Regions from separate parts of the Mus musculus genome. Here region 1 is linked to region 2. The links are chromatin contacts, called in public HiChIP or PLAC-seq maps. All regions are on one chromosome and are shown on one strand. The core of a region is the stretch at or near the end of the contact, and the rest is flanking DNA. Distances in the headings are between cores, read along the strand shown.

Region 1 (6,208 bases), core at 843-3,342, 230 kb after region 2:
TCTGACCCTTGGAGGAAGAATGCCTGCATCTACCTTACAGAAAAGGAACTGAGGTTATAGAGTTCACAGAACTTATGCTAAGTCAGGCCGAAGACTCAAGTCCACAGACATGACACTATCATCCTCTCTGTGTGGGTACCCTGCTTTGGGTATGTAGCTGTGTTCCTATGGCAAGGATGTGAACAGATCTGATCTGAAGACCACTGTTTTCCTTCCAGCCTCTGTCCATTGCAGACATAGTACACAGATTTTGGAGGCTGTAAAGTTGGGTTTGCCCAGAAACACACCAGAGAGGCAGGTATGCAGGCAGCCTAAGATGGACCAGAAGGGTAAGGCTTTCGTCTGGACTAGAAGGGTAAGGCCTCCTTTGCTTCTTTTTTCTTCTCCCCTTGGCTCAAAGAAGTATGGCTTGGGTTTTGCAAAGCCAAGCTGAGGACTTTTGCCAGCCTTCAGGCTGCTTAGCCCCATTCAGATGCATCAAACTCACAGAACATCTCTCCCCAGCTGCAGGCTTATGGAATAGGAAAACCACTCATTTCCCTTCGAGAGAGAGAGGGAGAGGGGCGCCCAAAGCAGATATTTCAATATATTCCAATTTAGCCAAGGGAAGCCAGAACATGGATGTTGTTGCCAAGGAAACCACCTCCTTCCTCCCAGTGTGCTGTGCATACGTGTATCACTCCATCTCTTGGCTCTCCAAGGTAATATCATAGCCCTGTGCTTGGGGGAGGGTTTTTAAAAAGGCATATAAAACCTCTTAGCATTGAGAAGATTCATTAAATGACCTCACTCCAGAGAAGCTTAAATTATTCTTTTTAGAGCTTTTTATGCTAGAGACAGGGAAATGGCTGAGTCAGTCCTATCTCTTGTAATCCCAGCTCAGTGTGGGTGGAAAGGATTTTTCAGAAACAAACAAATCAGTGTAGGGAAGTGCACACACACACACGTGTGTGTGTGTGTGTGTGTGTGTGTGTGTGTGTGTGATAATAAGAAAGCTGATTTATAGCTTCAATGTCACCAGCTAATTCATCCGAGAAGATCTGCTAAGACCACCTTGATCCACAGCCCTCCTGGGTGGGAGAATACACTTCACGGAGCTGGCCTCAAAGCTGAGAGAGGGGGCAGCTTTGCAAGGCCACCTGTCAAAGAATCCAAGAACTGCATGGGGATTTCTGTTGTTCAATCTACCGAGCCTTGGGCTTTTATTTTATTTTATTTTGTCCCTGGCTGGTGTCTGGTCTGAATCTCCTCTCACCTTCTCAGTCATGCCTGCCCTGTGGTCTGTGGTCTGCTGTTAACGTTACTCCAACACCACCACCACCACCAGGCCAACCCAACGCCAACTCCATTCTCCCCTCTCATCACAGAGCTCCGAAGCTGCTCAGCATCCTTTCTGCCCTTCCGAGCTTCTGGTGCTGGGACAACCCCTGCCCACTGGACATATAGATAAATATTGGGGTTCCTCTTTCAGTTAGTGACATAAGCTTAGGATTTTGTTTTACATGTGAGAGAGGGTCCTGGGGGCAATTTTGGATGTGATAGCATAGAAGATGAACATTTGCATCTGGAGGGCCTCAGAGACCCAGATGTTGCCACCCAGGACACCCCTACAGCTCGTAGTTATTCACCCCTAAACCCAACAGTGTCAAAGCTGAGAGACACTGGCTTCTTCCCATCCACTTTGTTCACTCGTTTAAAAAATGACTTATTTTATTTCATGTGTATGCATGTGTGTCTGGTTGCATGTATGCGTGTTACATGCAAGCAGGTGTCTGTGGAGGTCAGGAGAGGGTGTTGGATCCCCTGGAGCTGGAGTTACAGGAGGTTGTGAGCCACTGATGTATGGGCTGGGAACCAAGCCTGGGTCCTTGGCAAAGGCAAGCAAGTGTTCTCAACTGTTCTCCCTTCTCTCAGTCTACTTACGCTGCACCAGCCTGTCAGCCCACGTCTAGAGACAAAAACTGAACAAGATGGATACCATTTTGCCGTTTTCTCGTTAGAGCCCATAATTAGGACTGGGACAGTCATCTGTTTTGGTCCTGGCTGGCCCAGTGCTGAGATCTTCTTACAGCTTATGGTGACTCATCCTAGCTCGTGGGTGGAGTAAGGGCCCTTTGCAGCCACCCTTCCAAGCCTGGCTACAGGACTTGGTGTGGATACCCCATGGCTTCCTCCCTGTGTAAGGCACAGGCCCTCTTAGTGTAATGCTTTGCTGCAACAGCAAGCAATCTGAGACGATGAAAACAATCCGGGGTATCCTGCACAGCTCCAACCTCCACTTTTCCTCTTCTGGGGGGATTCTAAGGTAGCACTGTCATGAACGGCTCACTTTCTAGGTGGTCTTGGCAACCCTCACCTCCCAGATTCTGGCTTCCAGCCACTTCTTTATAGCATGACTCCATGAAGTTGTTCAAGGTTTGGAACATGGACTTTCAAACCAGATGACCCAAAGCACTTATTTACTGTGTGACCTTGGACAGCTTACATCACTTTTCTGAGCCTCAAGTTCCTCTCTTGTAAAATGGGCCTAATAGTAACACTACCCATCTCGCACAGTCAATGTGAGATTGAATGTGCTGTTTCCTGTGGCATTCTTGGTCCACCAGGAAGTTCCAGGGAAGTTTTCCTGTCATTATTTTTGTTATTGTTTCCACTGCCTGTTGGCCCAAGAGATGCAAACAAAGCAGGCTCTTCAGGCCCCCTGTGTCTCTTGCAGGCCATCTATTTGTGTTGGTGGAACTCAGCCACACCTAAGTGCTAGGGATCTTCTTGCTGAGAGCCACTGAGGTTGTTGGATGTGTTGGAAGGTTTCACAGGTTGAAGGAAGAGGGCAAGGTCATGGAAACAGAACATGTGATGGGAACGTAGCTATGATGGGTCACTGCTGCTTGGATTTGTGGCTGCCTTTGCATGGCAGTGTCCTGCCTTACTTGACCTTCATCAACAGGTCAGGATGAGCTGGACACCTGCTTTCCAGATATCCTGCTATAGCAGCTTGGTCTGTCCATTGTGAAGGGAAACTGGGCCTTGTTCCCAGTTCCTGGGTCACTGCGAACAAACACTGGATGAGACGCTGGACCCAGAATGATGTTGGTGTGTATGGAAACAGGCAGGTGAGGGGAAGGGAAATCTCTTTTTGTGACCAGGTACATGAGTTACTTCCCTGATTGTCATGACAAAACACCTGGAAAAGACAACTTAAAGAAAGAGGGGCTGATTTTGGCTCATGGTTCTAGGGAACGTAGTCCATCCTAGCAGTCGGGGGAGGGGGTGTGGGTGGTTGATGTCATTGCATCATTGTTGATTGTCCAGAATCAGAAAGCAATGAATGGATGCTGGTGTTTAGCTTGGTTTCGCCTTGATTCTACCCAGGATTCCAGCTACCCTCTGTGGTACTGCCTCAGTTAAGGTGAGTCTTCCCAACTCCGTTACATTAATCTAGATTATTGCTCACAGGTGTGGTCATAAGATTGCCCCCTAGATGATTTTAGATCCTGTCAATGTGACAGTATTGACCATCAGAGCAATCTAAGAGACTGGTGTGGGTCACCTAATGTCATCCTCCAATCACACTGTGGGGTTCATCTCATGGATGAGAAAGCTAACTCTACTTTGAGAGCTGCTAAGTCCCCTGCACAGTGCCCCAGCTTCCCAGTGACATCCTAGGATGGGGAGGTGTGGTCTATCTGCCTTTATGGCTTGCATTGTGACCTTGAGCTCTGTCTTTCTGCTGCTATAACAAAATGGCACAGACTTGGTGACTAGTGCAGGGCAGAGACTTTTCATTGCTGGAGATGCTGGAAGTCCAGTATCAAGGTATTGACAGATTTGTGTCTGGTGAAGACCCACTTGCTGCTTCAAAGAGGGTGCCTGCTTGTCATGTCTTCATATGAAGAGTTGAGGAGTCTCACTGTCATCTTTAACAAGGACACTAACTCTGTTTAAGATGGCTCTACCCTCATACCCCATTCATCCTTTACCCAAAGACTCCATCACCCAGTAGTGTTGTTGTATGGGTTAGAATACTAGTGCATAGTTTGGGGGAGGCTGTCAGCATTGCCTCTAGAACATATGTAGAGTTGTTACGACTCACTGGATGAACTTAGCATGCAAGAACTACCACTATGGACTCCCCATCTGGTTGTCCTGGGTGACCAGGGTTAACAGAGGTGCTCTGCCAGCTACAAGGCACCTATAGTTTCTGTCCAGATAGATAGCCTATTGGTGGCCTCGCCTGCTCCAGGCCTGCTGCTTCCTTGGACTCAGAGACCATGCTGCTTTATGGCAGGGAGGCATCTGGGAAACAGTGACACATGGCTCACACTGATAGTTCCTTCCATCTTGTCATTTCCTCCCTCTGCCCACCTGTTAGTCTCATTTTTACAGACGACACCTCCTTACTCTGTTCCCCTCCTCGGCCCCTCCCAGCGTTTGTACCTTATGATGTGGGGACAGGGGTGAGTAAACTCATTAAAGTCATTATTCCCAGCCCAGAAATGTCACTCATTCTTTTCATATTTAACATTCTCCCAACTTGATCTTTTGATGCTTTTAAATGCCTGATATGACATTATGCATGGATGAGCATGCATGTGCTCAGACAGACAGACAGACAGCAGACAGACGGCACTCTCCTTGGGGAGGGTTTTTTCTATAGAATTGTCTTTGCTGCTGGTAGCACGAGGAAACTCCTTGTTACGTATTTACTAATTTCTAAAATGATTCTTATATTTTGGGGATTGAGTCTTGTCTGCAGCTGACTGTAAGTGATTGTGGGGTTTGGGGGTTGGGTGTCATTGGGATAGGAGGAGGTATGACCAAGTTCTGGGTTCTTGTCCTGACAGCCATTTTTCACTTCTGGTCCAGGTGTACATCTGTAAAGTGGGCGGCTCCCCGCCCCCCCATGGTCTGTTAAGTCCTTGTATTTTATATCACTTGGGATTTTGAGGGGGGAAAAGAGAGAAGCAACTGCTTTAAATTCTAATTTACCTTGAAAGGGATATTGTGGAGGAGATAAAACATAAAGACAGAGAAGGTTGTTCTCAGGGCAGAAGGGGATCCCAGGCATCCCGAGGGTAGGTCCTTTGTGAAGGGACAGTGGTCAAATTAGCTGCCAATGCTTCTCTTCTCACCTCCAGATCCAGACACCAGGGACAGACTGCGACCAATCAGGAGGCTTTTTGCTCCACCTAGATAGAAATCATGGGTGGGCAAGAAGCTCTTGAAGTGATGGTGGGATTTAAGTGGATGGGAGTGTCGGCAGGTACAGTAGGTGGTGCCCTTCAGTGTCACAGACCTCTAGTATTGGGTCCCATAGAGCCACAAGTATTAGAGCTTTGTTTTGGGTCTAGGAAGGTGTGGCTTTCTAGCCTTTAGCCATGCCTAGAGCCTTGCCTACCTACCTGAATTCCTCAGCCCTTAATTGTAGCCTGTGCTCGTGTGTGTGTGTGTGTGTGTGTGTGTGTGTGTGTGTGTGTGTGTGTATGTGTGTATCCCAGAAGTTAAGGTCAGTAAGCCCCCCAGCCCCCCATCTTTTTAAGGCATTAGTTTTTTGAGGCACCACCTTGCCCAATGATATCTTCTTGTTTGCTTACTTGCTTTCTTCTACATTAAGATTTATTTATTTATTTTATGTATGAGTGCTCTGTCTGCATGTATGCCTGCATGCCAGAAGAGGGCATCAGATCCCATTATGGATGGTTGGGAGCCATCATGTGGTTGCTAGGAATTGAACTCAGGACTTCTAGAAGAATAGACAGTGCTCTTAACCATTGAGTCATCTCTCCAGCCCATCTCTTAACCTCGCCAGTGTTACAGCTTTTGGGCTGAGGTCTGAGACCTGAAGACTTGGCAGCTCTCCGGAGCAATCCTGGTACTCAGAGCTCTTCTCTGGCTCCTTACCATTGTTTATCCCTTTATCCCAGTTCTCTGCTTCCTTTGAGCATCTCTCTGCTTCTACTGCCCTCTTCTTCCTGCCCTGGCCTCCTAAGAACTACTCAGCTGCTCCTCTCTTGCTCTGTTTGCAACCTGGGCTGCCCACTGCTCAGTTGCCATTACCTCTGCCCCTTGGCTGTTGTCTTCTGTGTTGCCCAGGTACCACTTACCACTGAAAACAGGCAAAGAAAGACCACCATGGAAAAGCCCAATGCTGAGACAGCAGCATCTCAGGAAAGAGTTCGGCAGCTGCTATCTTGGGAGGAACTGGCCT
Region 2 (5,890 bases), core at 2,939-5,438:
GGCCTGAACAGAGATCTGCCTTCCTCAGTACAGAGGTTAGAGGTGAGTCTCCCTTGTTCCCCACATCTGGCTTTTGGCCTTAGTTGAAGCTAAATCTGCCTGAGACAGCTTACCAGATCTTATCCCAGTGGAAATTGAGTCTGTCTTGGGCTAGGACTCCAGGCTTGGCAGCAAGTGTTCTGGCAGTGGCCCATAGTCACCAGTCCAGCAACAGATACTTTGCTTTGCCTGATATTGGGAGGGATCAGAGTCAAGAGCCTGAACTGAGTTGATCAAGTCAGATATTCGGTTGGGCTAAATTTGCTTTTGTGCTGAGAGTGAAGCTTAGCCTATGTGGATCTTAGGTGAGTTTTTCTCTATAAAGGCTGTATTTTATCAATTTGTATGGGTCCATGTGGTAATCAGACTTGTAAATGCAATAAACATTGAATGGAAAACTAGGGACATCTTGGGACTGGAGAGAGAAGTGGTTTGTTTGCTTTTGAAGATGGCCTGGTTTCAAGTTTTCAGTGCCTTGTGGCTGGCTATCATTTGTAGTTCTAGTTTCAGGCAGGTAGATATTTTATGTGCATTGGTGTTTTGGTTTCATGTGTGTCTGAGTGTTGGATCCTCTGGACTGGAGTTAGAAATGGTTGTGAGGTGCCGTGGGGGTGCTCTTAATCACTGAGCCCCTCCCACCCTTATGTCAATTGTAATGAGACATCTTGAAGCAATGGACAAGTGAGATTTGGACAGCATTGTAAAATGGGGCATCAACGTGGGGAGCAAAGATGTGACTATTGTAGCTGCAGACTTGGGTGTAAAGCTGTTTTAGGGAATCAGTTCCCTTGCTGGAATCAAATGAGTAGAATGGGTCACGGGCTGAAGGCTAGGGTTATATGGAGTAGGATGAGGTAACTAAACAGCAGAGGCTAGCACAGGAGTCAAAGCAGGTCTCAGGCTAGTCTGGTTCCAGGATACCTAGGGCTACACAGAACCCTGTCTGGAAAAAGTCAAGGAAGCCTGGAGCAGGAGTCGGTTGCTTAGTTAGAGTATGGGAGCAGAGGAGCAACCTGTGGGTACAGGAGAGACTGCTGTTGGCAGGAAGTTACATAGCTGGTCTGTTGAAAGGAGTGCAGCATAGAGATTTACCTCCTGAGTGGTAAGATTTAAAGGCCTGTGCCCAGACAAACCAGTTTTCTTAAAAGTCAGGTGTCAAAGATGATAACTAGCTGGGGCAAGGAAGTGCATGGGCCTTTTCTGTGGCTGGTGTGGGCAGGGACAGTTGTACAGGCATGCTTCCTGAGCTCCAGGCATGGGCCAGGCTCTCCAGAGAAACAAGTCACACTGGCTACCTACCTGTAAGTGTTCCTTGATAGAGGGTATTTTTGAAATAGCTGAAGCCACTGTGGTCCACCTTCCTATGTGATGGTTGTAGGCAGCCTGAGTGGGCAACCAGCCTCTGCCTAGCCAGTTAGCACTCTCATCAGTCTGTCCCCTCTGCTACTTTGAATTCCTCTGGATGTTTGGGTTCATGTCAGATCGAGGGCTTTGAAGGGTACCTGTTCAGACATTCTGAATCAAGTTATTTTGAGGCTCAGGATGGCAGAACTGTGAGGCTGAGGGGAACTAGTTTGTGTGCAATTGTGCTACTGAGCTTGGGAGTGTTGGGAGCTGTAGCACAGCCCTGATAACTATGATAACGCGCTCTGCTTTGGGCAAGCCTTTATAAGAATGCAAAGTTGATCTAAGTTGATCGTGTCTCATTACAATTGACATGAGGGTGACTTACTAAGTGATCTTACTACAGAAAAGGCCCATGCACCGCCCCTCCAGCCTAGCACTAGCTGGAAATTAATGAGAACGAGAGCACAAGGCTCAAAACTCCAGACCTTGTGCCTACTTGATGTGTGGTGTGTGAGCTTCCTTCCATGTAGAAACCATCAAGGGTGGGAAGAAAGGCTGGAGATGGTTCTGCAAGTGTAGTGTCTCCGTTGTGGTGTTGGGGGCTGCTTTTAGATTGCCCCAGTATCCTGTGTGTGTAGCTTTCAGTTGTCTTTCATTGCTTTCCTTCCTTGCCAAAGTAGAATTTTAATTTGGTCCAAGAAGACTTATACCAAACTCCTGGAGCTGAGGCAGGTGGGTTATAAGTGGTACATTATGGGCACAGTGGTCTACAATTTACCTGGAAGGATGCTGGTGAGGTCTGACAACCAGTAGTTTAGGTTGGGGAGGTACCATGTGAGGGTGGGATTAGGACGCAGTTTTGTGACTCCAAGGTAGTACTGTATGTTCAGTCACCAAGCTGCTTTCTTTTGGGCATGACATTGGTCAGTGAGGTGCCATCTGCCATAGGGATACTGAATATAGGTAGCCTAGCCAACCACATTACCCATTTACCAAGTTAACTGTGCCCTGCCAGTCCCTGATCTGGCACCTGGGGAGGAAAGAAGCCAATAGAGGATCTTGTGGTCTGGCTCCTGGAGTAGCTAGCAGGTTGGGACATTGTGGCAGTCCACAGCCAAACTTGGTGTAAGGCCGTGGATCCTGGAAGGTTTCCGGAGGTCATGGGGTTAAGTGATGTGATCTGGCTCAAATTCAAGAGCAGAGTCACATTCAAGGCCATGAAAAATGATTAAGCAGGTGCGTGAGGGAGTGGCCGTTCTGTGGTGGGGCAGGGGAAAGATGGAAATCCTGAATTTGTTTAGGTGGCTTCAGACAGTTGCCCTTAACTCCTGCTGTTTTTACAGGAGAAATCCCATTCTGAACAGACCTCAGACCAGCAAAGATAGCTGGCTGACTCTGGGTTATCAATGTGGACAGCACAAATTCTTGAGTCCCAAAGCACTACACAGCTGTTCCTCCGTTCTCCAGACTTTCCTCCTATGCCAGACCTGAGGCCCTGTCTCCCATAGTCTTCAGGCTGGGAGTGGGAGGATAAGACCTGATGGAGCAAGCCGCCCCCCCCCCCCCCCAAAGGTCAGCAGGGAACAACCCCAGGAAGACCCCGTGTGCCAGGCTGAGGACTTTTCTCATTCATTATTTTGGTTGAGTAAAAGAAATGTGGAGAATTAGAGATTGAACAGTAAGTGGAGTGTCCTTGTCACACGCTGAGTTTTTCCACACAGAATACTTGAGCCGTTTGACTGCTCATCAGGCACGATGGGAAGATTACAGCTGGAGAGGGCTGATGAGCGGGTATTTGAGCAGTGTACTGGGAAACGGCCCGGCCCGGTTCCTGCTCCTCAGCGTCCAGCAGCAGGAGCTGTTGGGGAACAGAGGGCTCCCACCCCTCCCTCTATAGCAGGTACAAGAGCAGGGTTGAGTAGTGAGGCTTTGTTAAAAATACTCAGCTGTTCACCTGTGTTCACTTTGTAGCTCGGAGTGGGAGCATTCATTCATCTGAAAATTTAACAGCTTTGAGGCTTGGACTCAAAGTTCACAAAGGTCTTTTCTGCCGATGTCTCTCGATGTGACAGGTCTTGTCCAAGAGAAGCTTGTGGATGAATGATAATACTACAACTACTGCTAATAAACATTCCGGGCACAAAACTAGGGAGATGCTTAGTGGATAAAGTTCTTGCACTTGTGAGGACTTGAGTTTAAATCCCTATCGCCTACAGAAGAGCTGGGCTGAAGCGGATACCCGTAACCCTAGTGCCAGGAAAGCCACAGGCAGATTTCTGGGACGCTTTCCAGCCTAAGCCTAAATGATGAGAGGAGATCTGAGGTCTACTTCTGGCCTCCATATGTGCATGCACGTGTAAATATATACATGTGATAAACACATGAACAGATTTATTGAGATTATACTGGGATCTGAGTCTAGGAGGGAGGCACAAATAAGCCCATTTTGCAGATGAAGATGTTGAGGTTTACAGGGAGCTAAATAGTCAGCCTAATGAGCCAGAGTAGCTAAGGAAGGTCATGGGTATTCACTCTAGCCACAGCACCAATTGCTAACTTATTAGATCTGCAAATTTCCGGACCGTACTCAGTCAACTACTGGAAAGTGAGAGTGGAGCCCAGTTACCTGGGTTTTAGCAAGCCTGGCAGGTACATTTGGCGCGGAGTAAAGTTAAGGGTATTGGGGGAGGAGACAACTGTGGGGGCCAGCAATGGATGCTTTTGATAGCCATAATACTGAACCTTCCTTGGTGGAATAAAAGTGGTCCCTGCGGCTGTCTTCCACGAGGGGGCACTGTGGATTCAGGCTTGGAATCGCCGGCTTTGTTGTCCCGGCGGCTGCTGCTGCTGCTCTCGGGAAGCCTGAAGAAAGCCTGCTGCCAGATTAGCTGAGGGGTCAGCCTTTCTTCTTCCGGGAAGGTCTGCCGGGGTGGTAATCTTGTTTACAGGATTCAGCCCTCGTGGTGAAACTGAACCTGGAGGGCTTGCTGCTGTTCACATGTGCATGGCGATGCCTACCCATCCGTGGGGCAAGGTCTCTGAAGATCCTCTGCAAACAACATTCCCCTTTTGTAGCTGCCCAGCCAGGCAGCTTACAGTTCCTTTGGAGGGCAGAGCACTAGAACCCCAGTAGCCGATTATGGCTCAGCGTTCAACGTGCTTCCGTGTCATAGTGTTGTCTTGTTTAGATGGGAACAGGAGCCAATTTCGAGTCTTCATTTTGTGGTTTGGGGCAGTTTTCCTTCACCTCTGGGCCCCAGTTTCCCAGGAGATTGAAGGGAGTAGCTTTCATTAGGTGGCTCTCAGCCCCTCTTTCTCTCCATGTCTAAAAATCCTGCCCTAGGGAAGAAAGGAGGAAGCCGACAACCCCCCTTTCTGTCTCCTGGTCTATCCTCCCCTCCTACAGAAGAAGCGTCAGGCTTATAGATCCTCTGCTTTTAAAAATAAGTGTAAATACACACATGCAGATAACAACATACAAGTCCTGCCCCAGGGGGCCGGGGAAGAGCCCAGCTCAGACTCTGAAAGGCATGTGGTGCAAGGACACTGCAGGGGCTGTGACATGACATCCATCTCTGGTGTACGTTTCAGTAAGCCTTTCCAGGGACTTGCAAGGCAGTAAGGTGGAACCTACCAAATTGGATTTTTTTTTTTCAGGTCCTTAGACACCCAGGATTTGCCTCTATATAGATTTCTATTCTGTGTGTTTGGAAGAAGGAAAGATTTACATCATGGTCTCCTCTTGGCTGCACGTGTTTCTTCAGAAAATACATTGTCTCACAGTGACTTCAGCATTTCCCTCCTTAATACAAAGGACTGGTATCTTATGTCTATAGTGGCTGCGCACTGAAGAAGTTGAATGCCGAGTTAGGCATTGAGCCTCTGGCATTGGCCAATATGAGCCTATAGAAGTATCCAATACCAAGGGAGATTCCAGCCTTCTGCTGACTCCCACCGTGTCTGATGATACACAGCATTTGGTTAGAAACTGCCCACCCCACCAGCAAGACCACTGAGTCATAACTCTCCACAGTAGAGGGTACAGGTTAAGCCAGATAACTACCTGATTTCCCAGAGAAGCAGAGGGCCTCTTTTGTTGTTGTTGTTGTTTTTTGTTTTTGTTTTGTTTTTTGGTTTTTCGAGACAGGGTTTCTCTGTAGCTCTGGCTGTCCTGAAACTCACTCTGTAGACCAGGCTGGCCTCGAACTCAGAAATCTGCCTGCCTCTGCCTCCCGAGGGCTGGGATTAAAGGCGTGCACCACCATGCCCGGCCAGAGGGCCTCTTTTGGCTCATCTAGTACCTCCACAGAAGTGTGGAGCGTATCAGTGACTTGCTGAGGTCTCTCAATTTGTTAATGGTAAGGAGGGGACTGGGCTTCAGGCTGCTTTACCCATAGCTCATGCCCCTCCTGACAGCATGTGTCATTTGAAGACGCTCAGGTGCATTAATACATACACAAACATTGACATCCCCCCCTTCGCCACACACATAGACATCCCCTCA

Evidence for each region. HiChIP or PLAC-seq counts read pairs in DNA pulled down with a chosen protein or histone mark.
Region 1: a contact with region 2 is called in an H3K4me3 HiChIP or PLAC-seq map of forebrain, with 3 times the contacts expected there. The contact joins two enhancer-like sites. A contact is called at or near these places in 3 of 484 Hi-C or Micro-C datasets (cerebral cortex, nephron progenitors and uterus), 9 of 115 datasets of contacts at active chromatin or transcription factors (bone marrow-derived macrophages, cardiomyocytes, embryonic basal ganglia and 5 more) and 1 of 9 other capture datasets (embryonic stem cells).

What each region holds. Positions count from the first base shown.
Region 1 is chr14:24,731,464-24,737,671 of GRCm38.p6, forward strand. The region is part of intron 1 of Gm31775 (a long non-coding RNA gene); the gene reads left to right. Among named protein-coding and RNA genes, the nearest start is that of Gm31838, 47 kb to the right of the region's middle. Within about 2 kb of position 2,093, at least 29 of the 459 cell types and tissues checked have an H3K27ac peak or open chromatin away from gene starts, as enhancers often do. A contact at or near this core is called in cerebral cortex and forebrain, where this site is marked.
Region 2 is chr14:24,496,518-24,502,407 of GRCm38.p6, forward strand. Rps24 (ribosomal protein S24) reads left to right here. Exons shown (of 6, transcript NM_011297.3): 6 at 1-443. Among named protein-coding and RNA genes, the nearest start is that of Rps24, 8.8 kb to the left of the region's middle. Within about 2 kb of position 4,189, at least 89 of the 459 cell types and tissues checked have an H3K27ac peak or open chromatin away from gene starts, as enhancers often do. A contact at or near this core is called in cerebral cortex and forebrain, where this site is marked.